Linked DNA regions of Danio rerio: region 2 is linked to region 1. A link is a contact called in public HiChIP or PLAC-seq data. All regions are on one chromosome and are shown on one strand. The core of a region is the stretch at or near the end of the contact, and the rest is flanking DNA. Distances in the headings are between cores, read along the strand shown. Region 1 holds the start of pfklb (phosphofructokinase, liver b). Region 2 holds the start of cant1b (calcium activated nucleotidase 1b).

Evidence for each region. HiChIP or PLAC-seq counts read pairs in DNA pulled down with a chosen protein or histone mark.
Region 2: a contact with region 1 is called in an H3K4me3 HiChIP or PLAC-seq map of embryo, with 3 times the contacts expected there. The contact joins the promoter of cant1b here to the promoter of pfklb in region 1. A contact is called at or near these places in 1 of 18 Hi-C or Micro-C datasets (hematopoietic stem cells) and 1 of 4 datasets of contacts at active chromatin or transcription factors (embryo).

The regions. Positions count from the first base shown.
Region 1 is chr11:47,171,647-47,177,085 of GRCz12tu, reverse strand. pfklb (phosphofructokinase, liver b) reads left to right here and starts at 1,974. Exons shown (of 22, transcript NM_001328389.1): 1 at 1,974-2,196; 2 at 4,811-4,884; 3 at 5,249-5,326. The coding sequence starts at 2,115. cfap410 (cilia and flagella associated protein 410) reads right to left here and starts at 694. Exons shown (of 7, transcript NM_001386666.1): 1 at 515-694; 2 at 328-346. The coding sequence starts at 591.
Region 2 is chr11:47,303,049-47,308,487 of GRCz12tu, reverse strand. cant1b (calcium activated nucleotidase 1b) reads left to right here and starts at 3,332. Exons shown (of 4, transcript NM_001003595.2): 1 at 3,332-3,504. afmid (arylformamidase) reads left to right here. Exons shown (of 10, transcript NM_001017677.1): 7 at 226-304; 8 at 553-688; 9 at 884-988; 10 at 1,962-2,499. The coding sequence ends at 1,991. All of the region lies in intron 1 of si:dkey-93h22.4 (a long non-coding RNA gene), which reads right to left.

The DNA of each region.
Region 1 (5,439 bases), core at 725-3,224:
GATAATATAAGAATACAAAAAACACTGCCAAATTACTAAAACGTTAACTAAATACAATTAATACAAACGGTCTATTTTTAGTTTAACTAAATTATTAACTAAAAATGATAATCGAAAAATCCTATTAGAAATGTGAACAAACATAAAAGCATATATTTTGTAATTTTATATTGGCTTATATTTACTAAAATGTTCACTTAAAACTTCCCAAAATAATACAGAAAATGACAAAAAGATTACCTAAAACTAAAATGAAAAATGCAATGAATATGAACAATATACGGTGTAATTTCAATATTTTAACAGAAGGGAACTATTGAAACTCACATCTGTCAGATTGCAGCCCCTGAAACACAAAATAATTAGAGAATAACGTTACATTTATTAAGCAGAAATCATCCATTAAATCCACACTGAAGATATTTAAGCAGAAAACAGTTTAAGATCTCTGAATAAATGCAGAATATTAGCTAGTCTTCACCAGGCTAACAGCTAGCAAACAGCACACACACACCAGCAGTTCAGCTTCTTCACGCTCTCCAGGTCTGAAGCTTTAGCTCGAGCCAGAACCAGTTTACGGGTTAATTTCATGATGATGATCGATAAGGTTTGATCGGAAGTATGTCGATATTATTGAGCTCAAACGCGTCCAGTGAACAACAACATCACATCTCTGCTGTCCGTCACTCAGTGCACATGCGCGAGCGCGTCACTGCGCGTCCATGACAACAGCGCGTCCCCGTCTGTCAATTCACGCGCTCAGCGGCAGAGGGAGACAAAAACAACAGTTATGAGGAAACAGATGCCATACAGTATCATGATATTCTCAATGTCTGCATCAAAACTCTGGATCAGTAATTCCTTCATAATATCATATTTAATCATTCCTGCATGTGTGAAAGGATCATTTTATAAGAATAATGTCAGTAACTGAAAATATACTGTCATATATTAAATAATATTTTGAATAAGTTTAGGTAAACTGTGTGTGTGTGTGTAGCCTATACATACATACATATATATATATATATATATATATATATATATATATATATATATATATATATATATATATATATATATATATATATATATATATATATATATATAAAACCCCGAATAATAATAACTTTGAATAGTGTGTGTGTGTAGTTATTATTATTCAGGATTTGCCATTAATAAAGGCATCTGTGTCTTGGATTTCATAAAGAACTGAAAACAAGCCTTTTTAATTTCAAGCACATTATTATTTATTTTTATTTTAATAATAATATTTAATAATAATTAATTATTTATTTATTTATTTAAAGCATGCCTCTATGAATGGCATATCCAAAGAATGGATTTGAGTTTCTTATACAAAATTACACATCTATGTAGAGTATATATATATATATATATATATATATATATATATATATATATATATATATATATATATATATATATATAAGACTTCAGATGTATAAAACTAAATGCCGTCTGAAATCTCCTAAAATGGGTATTTTTCTCAAGCTCCTTTGTGTATGTTCAGTAAATCCACGTTTTGGCAAAAAGTATGTTTTTTTTAAATTGCCTTTAAAGTGAAATAACTAAACACAAACATAGGATGCTGAGAATAATGCTCATTTTAGAAGCAAATTTCAGACTACACTTAGGGGTTTTTGCATCTGAACTATATATATATATTCTTATCAGTGCCTGGATGCCGGTGTTAGATTAGAGATTTAAGCAGTTATGGTTTGCGAAAGGTCAGACATTCCTTTACTCTCACATAAAATAACTAACCCACAATAACTTATTAACTTTTTTTGTTTTGATCCATTACACATTGAAGAACTTGTGTCATAAAATGTAAGTGCGCGCGCAACAGGCCATTTTCTATATTTTTGTGTGTCTTTGTTTGTTTGCTGTATGAGCTTCACTGTCTTCTGCGCGCAGATTTATGTCGCAAACGTGACCCCATATAGTCTCGGGAACGCACAGAGCAAGCAGTGGGCGGAGATTCCTCGAGCTCAGTGCGTGCGCTGCGTGCGGTGATTTGTAAGGAGCTTTCAGAGGAGTCGGTGTTGATTTTTCTGTCGGTGATCGGTAGATTTTGAAGATCCTCCATCATGCATGTGGACTTTGAGAAGCTGCGGATGAGCGGCGCTGGAAAAGCCATCGCCGTGCTGACGAGCGGCGGGGACGCGCAGGGTAAAAACAGCCAAAACACGAAGATAAAGTGCAGAAAGCGACAAAACGACAAACACAAACACACTCTTTCTGCTTTACTGACGCCATTTATTCAATATAAACGCGTTTCAGACCAGTAATGCAGTTTAAACCCGTCTCTGATGCATTAATGTTAGTAAGCAAACGTGTTGCATGTAGAAAGTGTGTGTACATGCAGTGTGTGTGACAATACCTGCTGTAGAGGATCTGACAGCTGCATTTCAGTGCTGAGCTTCTGCATTGCGGATTCCTCAAGCACACTAAACACAATGCACGGGCGGTTTTACACACATTTTCTCGTTTTTTTTTTTAGTTTTTATTGTGTTTTGGTGCGGTTCTAAAGTAGATATCTGGGGCAGAAGTAATGCATGAACTGAATTGTTATGTAACACATCTGAATACCACTCTCATGACCCCTAACTAGTGTCCATGCACATCTCCTGCTTCACTAAATCTGTTGTGCAATTGTTTGCTCATTCATTATGCATTGCTTGTGTTGCTGTTTCTTAGGCTAAGATTGTAAACATAAACGAATAGACATAATCTAGAGAACTGTGGGGTGCAAATTGAAAATTCAGACATAAAAATCTGAATAGCATGACTGAAATGTAGAATTGACTGAAATCTAGAATTGCAAGAAAAGGATTTGAGTAAGAACTAAGAAGTCTTAGCTTTAAGATGTAAATGCTCAATTCTGTGTGTAAAAAGTCAGAACTGTGAAATGTTTACTCCAAATTCCTGGAAAAAAAACAATGTTGTGTGACAGACATCCGCATTCCAAGTAAAATTCATAATTGCAGGATGTAAACTCAGAATCTCATGAAAAAAAACAAGAGTGATGCTAGAAAACTGAGATGTGAACTTAGAATTGCAAAAGTCAGAAGTGCCAGACAAAATCAGCAAATCCCAGGCAAAAATCAACACTCTAAGATATTAGCTCTGAATGTAAAAAACAACGGCAGAAATAAGAAAAAACGCCAACTTAGAAATCCATAAACAGAAGTCTGAAACGGGATTTAAAACTTGAAATACCAAGATGAGAATCAGGATTGCTTGATGTGAATTTGGGGTTTTAAAAATAAAGTCAGAATTCACAGATAAAAACTCAGAGGAAACCCAGAGGAAAAAAAGACCAATTCTGGAAAACAAAATCTGAATTTTGAGATTTGAGCTGTGAATTTCAGGGGGAAAAGTCAGAATTACAAGATACAGACAGAAGTCAGAGAAGAGCTCAGAAATCCAGGTAAAAGACAGAGTCCTCATAAATAAATTAATAACTCTGAGACGTGGGGGAAAAATCTGAATTACAACATGCAAACCTAGATAATAAAAATATCAGAATGCAAAGTCAGAATTCAGAAATAAGAGCTCAGAATACCAGGAAAAAAGACAGAATTAAAATAATTTAGTAATAATCCAGAGATTTGAACTCAGAATTATAAGATGCAAACTCAGAACTTTAAAAATAAAGTCAGAATTTTGAGATATAAACTCAGAATTCCAGAGAAAATACAACATTTTTAGATGCAAGTCAGAATTTTTAGATTAAACTACGGGGAAAAGTCAACTTTACAAGATGCAAACTCACAATTGTAAAAAGAAACTCTGTTTCAAAGATTAGAGCTTAGAATGCCAGAAAAAATCATAATTAAAAAAATAAAGTAATAATTCTTAGATTTTAACTCCAAATTCCACAGAATAAAAGTGAGAATTATAAGATGCAAACTCAGAATAAAAAATAAAGTCAGTTTTCTGAAATAAGAACTTAGACTTCAAGGAAAAAAAGACCAATTCTTAAAAATAAAGTCAGAATTTTGAGATTTGAATTTATTGGTTAGCACTATGGCCTCACAGCAAGACAGTTTCTGTGTGGAGTTTGCATGTTCTCCCCGTGTTAGCGTGGGTTTCCTCCGGGTGCTTCGGTTTCCCCCACAGTCCAAACACATGCGCTATAGGGGAACTGATCAACTACACTGGCCCCGTAGGGTGTGTGTGTGTGTGTGTGTAAATGAGTGTGTTTGGGTGTTTCCCAGTACTGGGTTGCAGCTGGAATGGCTTCTGCTGCGTAAAGCATATGCTGGATAAGTTGGCGGTTCATTCCACTGTGGTGACCCCTGATGAATAAAGGGACTAAACTGAAAGAAAATGAATGAACTCAGAATTTTAGGAAAAGACCAAATTTTAAGATGCAAATTCTGAATTTGAAAAATGTATTAATAATTTAAAGATATAAACTCCAGAGAAAAAGAGTCAAAATCACAAGACACAAAGTCAGAATTTAAAAAAGAAGGTCCATTTTCAGAGACGAGAGCTCAGAATTCCAGGAAAAAAGGCCAAATCTTATAAATAAAATCAGAATTTTGAGATATTTACTCAGAATTCCTGAGGGAAATTTTCAGAATTACAAGATGCAAACTCAGAATTTAACATTAAAGTCAGAATTCAGAGAAATGAACTCGCAATTCCAGAATAGGACAGTATTGTGTAATAGTTCATGGTGAAAACGACAAACAACAGCTTTAATGGCGGAGTGAAATGCGCGCTGACGTGTGTGTGTGTGTGTGTGTTGTGCATGTGTGTGCGTGTTCTCCTGCAGGTATGAATGCTGCGGTTCGCGCTGTAACACGCATGGGCATTTTTGTGGGCGCTAAAGTCTACCTGATATATGAGGTAGGAGCTGTTTACACCCTACACTGAGTCAATGAGCATCGACACAGCACTGACTGACTGTGTGTGTGTGTGTGTGTGTGTCTGTGTCTGTGTGTGTCTGTGTGTGTCTGTGTGTGTCTGTGTGTGTCTGTGTGTGTCTGTGTGTGTCTGTGTGTGTCTGTGTGTGTCTGTGTGTGTCTGTGTGTGTCTGTGTGTGTGTGTGTGTGTGTGTGTGTGTCTGTGTGTGTCTGTGTGTGTCTGTGTGTGTGTGTGTGTGTCTGTGTGTGTCTGTGTGTGTGTCTGTGTGTGTGTGTGTGTCTGTGTGTGTGTGTGTGTGTGTGTGTGTGTCTGTGTGTGTGTGTGTGTGTGTGTGTGTATGTGTCAGGGTTATCAAGGCCTGGTGGACGGAGGAGATCACATCAAACTGGCGAACTGGCAGACCGTCACCAACATCATCCAGCTGGTGAGTGTGAAAAACTCCAGAAAAATGACGAATATAAAGAGAAACTGGTATTTATTTATTTATTTATTTATATCCAGCATTTATTTAGGAAACATGAATACATTTATTTTATT
Region 2 (5,439 bases), core at 2,083-4,582, 130 kb before region 1:
CATTCTCTTAATGCAAGAATATGTAATTGTATTATTTCATTCAGAGAGAAAGAAAATGTGAGCAAATTGTGTACTGCCGCCACATTGGAGCAGTTGTTGTCTAATGATTCTGTGTATCTGATGCTGTGGCTCTCTATATAATATATTTCAATAAAAAACATTGTTAAACTTACAAAAGTGTAAATTTGATATTTAAATTCACATTTAGATATGTTTTGCTCGTAGGTGCATTTCTGGTGAGCGGCATCTATGATCTTCAGCCCATTCTGTCCACATATGTCAACGAGCCGCTGAAAATGACAGAGTATGAGCCTCTTTTTCTAATATTAAAGATATTGAGAACATGCATTATTTTGCTCAACTATATTAATCTTCTGTTTTTGAAGCTCTAAATCAGTTGCTTTGTGTCTCTTATAATGGGTTAATAATGGCCTGCTGTGAAGCTCCGCCCATGGTGGAATCTCATTAGCCCAAAATCACTTTAACAAAACTTAGTCAAATAAACAGTAATGTTAGCACAGTGTGAGAGGTTTGTAATGATGTTTTTTTCAGGGAAGTTGCATTAAGGAACAGCCCCAGTCGCTTCCTGTCACAGCTCAAGGTCTCGTCTGCTTCCTGTGACATCACTGTAGCTGTGGCGCAGAACGATTCGCCCGAGTTTCGCAAACAGTCGGAGGAATATTATAAAGTAAGAGCATTTAATTAATCTGCAAAGAAAATAATGTGCGATATTACTTATTTATTTAACAATCTACAAAGTTCTAGTGTAGTACTGCAGTGTTTGTGTAGTGGTAGCACTTATCTTTGCTTCTCTGTGTTATTGATCAGGCATTATATTTGCAGGGATTTGTGTTGTATTGTTGATGTTTTGTTTCTCTTCTAGGCTTTGGAATCTGCTGGTCTTAAAGTGTCTTTTGAAGATGTTTCTGAAACGGATCACTTCAGCATCATAGAGCAACTCGTGGATGAAAATTACCTCCTCACCAAGGTTAGATGCTCAGTGTCTGGCGGAAAATAAATTTTTACAGTTCAGGTTGTTTTTATGAGCGATTTAATTAATTAGTTAATTTTTTTATTTAAAAAAAATTTGTTGGGCTTGCGCAATTTTGCCATAGTGTATTTATTATTAATTTATTTAAATGATCAATTATTACGTTAATTTAATTATTATGGAATCTAACAATAAACTTATTTATTTATTATTTTTAATAAATGTACAATTAGGCAAAAATATACATATAGTAAAAATTTTTTTAAACAAATAAAATAAAAAATAAATCGACATTTTAATTTACATAACAACTGTAAAATAATAGTACCAATATAAGTTTATATATATATATATATATATATATATATATATATATATATTTTTTTTTTATGATAGTATTAATTAATTAATTAAAAAAAATATAATTTAAAAATTAAGATTTTTTGTGTGACTGCTAAAATTTGCCATAATATATTTATTATTTCAAATGAAAATGCAATTAATTAAATAATAGTTTTATTTATTTATTATTTGTTATTTATCTAATGTGAAATGAAGCAAAAGCATCTATCGTAAAATTTGTCTTTAACACCGTGTGAAAATGAAATAGTATTTACTGCAACTGTAAAATTAGTGGTAATATACGTTTTATTATTAATATTGTTATTTAAATCACAATTTTTATTTATACATTTCTGTAGGGCTGCATAATTTTGTAATAATGGATTTATTATAATTATCAGTTAAATACATGATTAAATTTTTGAATTAATGATTAATTATAAATTTAAAGTACACTTTTTTTATTTATTATTATTTTTTATTAAATAAGATGAAACTAAACAAATTTTGTAACTAAATGAATAAAACCAATCAAACTGAATCAAACTAAAATTATCAGGCGGAAATCAGTCGTTGTGTTTTTAAGGCAGTTGTTATGCATTATTGATCCGCTTAATTTCTTCTGCAGCTTCTCCTGAAGATGATCGGGAAAAGTTGATGATCGCCAAATTACCTAGAATGCACTGCTCTGGAACCGACTTGTGAGTTGACCTCACAATGACCTCACTCTTTCTCCAATGAGACACTAGCATTAAATGTTAAACGTCATTAAGACAGCAGAAGTGTGTTTCCATCTGGTGTGTGTGTGTGTGTGTGTGTGTGTGTGTGTTCAGGAAAGTGTTTGTGTAAGGTGTTTTTCATAGTTATTTAAATGTTTTAATCACTTAAAGCACTGCAGAATTTGACACTCAAATGCAAATGAGTTCAAATGTAACACGGGTCAATGGTGCTGAAGATGTTCATCAGTTTGTTGTCTTTGTTTTGAGTTTGTATTGACTGGATAAACAGGTTTGGACCGGCCGCAGAACTGGTTTGGTGTTTTAAAGGCACTTGTTAACGAGTAAAACTAGCAAATCACCTTCACCAGCTGCTTTAAGTGTGCTTTCCTGGAGCAGACTGTGGTGTCAGCGTGTGATTGAAGCGTTAATAAAGCACTGATTTGAGCACAGTTGTTGTGATTGTTGTGATTGTGAATGGAGAGATTGTTCTGAAACACAACACACTCTCTGTGTTATTCTAGAGGACGGGGAAATATCAACACTCATAAACTTGCTTTTGACACACTTATGATTAGGCCCACAAGGAATCTGCACACACAGCGAAATCTGCAGATATTTAGTCCATATTTGAGTCATTGATGTAAATGTGTGTAAACGTAATCAGTTTTATAGTCATTTCAGTAATATTGATTAGTATGCAAATGACAGTGTGATTTATGTGAAATACAGTTTGTAGCAATATTTGTAAAGTAATATTTTCTGTCTTTTAGTAGATATGTTATGTGAGAGACTAATTTTGTTTACCAAACAAGTGGTTCTAATTGGATTTGCATTGTAAGCCTTAAATGATAAGTATTATTTTAAATAATAAGTCATATTTCTTTACATTTGATGTTAAGTTCTTAATTACTAAACTCTCAAAATCGTTCCGCATAAATTCTCTGATTATTTATTTTATGTGCAGATAAATCTAAATATGTCCACAGATTCTGCCTTGCTAATAATACTATCAGCGCAATGTCTTAATGCATTGCATCTCAATTATAAATGTTATACTGGTGAAAGCTAATCTCATGAATAATTACAATTCTTCAATGTTGCTTAGATATTTCCAGAGTTTTAGGTTGTGTAACCTAATTAATATTTAATAATTAGTCTACGCACACTGTGTGATGCTTTAATTGGTCAGCGAACTCTTCCATGCTTGCTTTCAGCCTATCAGCGAGTTGTCTTGAACGAACGTGGCGTTACGTGATTAATATTCATGAACCGAACCTTCGGCGTCTTTGCTTGTAGGCGGGGTTTCGCGGTACCGGTGTGTTGGCAGCAACGGCGGAGGACTGTTTCGGTCTGAACGGCGGAGGAAGCGCGTTCGGTACCGAAGGATGGAGCGAGGATGTAATAACGCATCATAACACAGGACTAAACTACTACATCTGACTGAGAAACACGGTGAGTAGCGTTATTTGGAGGAAATTTGGAGCGGGAAGGGTTCGCCTCATAAAGGGTTAACGGCGGTTATTCAGCAGAAACTGCCGGGAATTACTTCAGTCTAATGTTTTCTGTTTTATTAAAACTAAGGACTCGGAGTAACCTCGTTATGTCATCACATTAGTCATTAAAATAAAATATAAACTTTTAGACGCGTTTATAACTGTTAAAGACAAGACTGGGGTGATGCAAGTGTAATGGTTGTAACGTTAATATAACAGTTTTGACCCTCAGACAAACACGAAGAAACTGAATTTTTCATGAATGTCCAATTGTTATCATGTTGTCGTGATTGTTTTTAGAGTAACTTGTGTAAATAAAACATCGCGTGTATGGCGGAGGGTTCGCGCATGCGCAGATTAACACACTTCCGGACTGGAAGGCTTGGAAATACTTTTTGTTTGCAATAACAACAGAACAATTACAGTGTATATCCTGTAAATGAAACACAAAAATATAGTGTACACAAACCAAACAGGGATTGTTTTTTCTACAGTAAGGGAAATGTGTTAAAATAATAAAATGTTGCATGGTTTCTCTCTGACCTGCAATTAAAAGTCAATATTTGAGCTTAGTAATCATAAGAATAGAGAGATTTGAAGTAAATCACGGATCTACAGGCTACTGAACATTAAACTAGATTTTGTCAAAAATATTTTATAATTACATGACTTTATTACAATATAAAATTATCACTGGTTAGTTCAATTCAATTCAGCTTTATTTGTATAGCGCTTTTACAATGTAGATTGTGTCAAAGCAGCTTCACATAAATGGTCATAGTAACTGGAACAGTGTGGTTCAGTAACTGGAACAGTGTGGTTCAGGTTTTAGTGTTTAAGTTCAGTTCAGTTCAGTTTAGCTCAGTTCAGTGTGATTTAATCATTACTGAGAGTTCAAACACTGAAGAGCAAATTCATCGATGCGTAGCTCTACCAGTCCTGAACCATGCGAGGCAGTGGCGACAGCGGTGAGGGAAAAAAAACTTTGTTTATTTAAAATTTAAATTACACTTAGTTTATTTAAAAGAGAGAAGTACCATTAAATGTGAATAAACTGTAATGTTCTTTTTATTTCAATTACATTAATTGCTATCAGGTTTCAATTTAAATTTGAGTCATGAATTTTATTTTATTAAATATTTTATGAATTTAATTATTTTCATTATAGATTAAATGTTTCCATTTTTACCTAATTTTACTTATTTTATTAATAAATTTAATTATTTTTTTTCTAGATGAATTGTAATATTTTATACCTTGTTCATTAGTTTTTTTTACTTATTACATTATTATATTAATTTAATTATTTTAATTATAGATGGATTCTAATTATTTCTTTATATTTTATACCATGTTCATTACTTTTTGATTTAATTACTTTAAGATGAATTGTAACTATTTTTATATTTAAACCATGTTCATGACTTTTTTCTTGTAATTTTCTTCTGTTAATTAATTTAATTCTTGATGAAATTTATTTTTTAAATATTTTTTATGTCTGTTTCATTACTTTTTAGAAAATTATTTATTGTCTTAATTTAATTATTCAAAGTCTAAAGTAATTGTAACTATTGTTTACATTTTATATCATGTGTATTACTTATTATTTTTTTATATTAAACTATTTTAATCCCCCACACATGCTTCACTGCATAACTTTTATTTTTAAGTTTAAGTTTCATCTTAAAACTCACTTATTTTCTGAATGTTACAGTCAATAATGCTCATTTCATTTTTGCTATTTGTTCTCGTCTTTGTTATTTCTTTTATGAATTATTAGTCTGCTATTTTCTCTAACCTTTTAGTTTTTTTCCTCCTACTTTTGTTGAAAAGCATCGTTGAGTGCTGGAAAGGCGTTATATAGAATACATTCATTATTATTAACGGCAACATG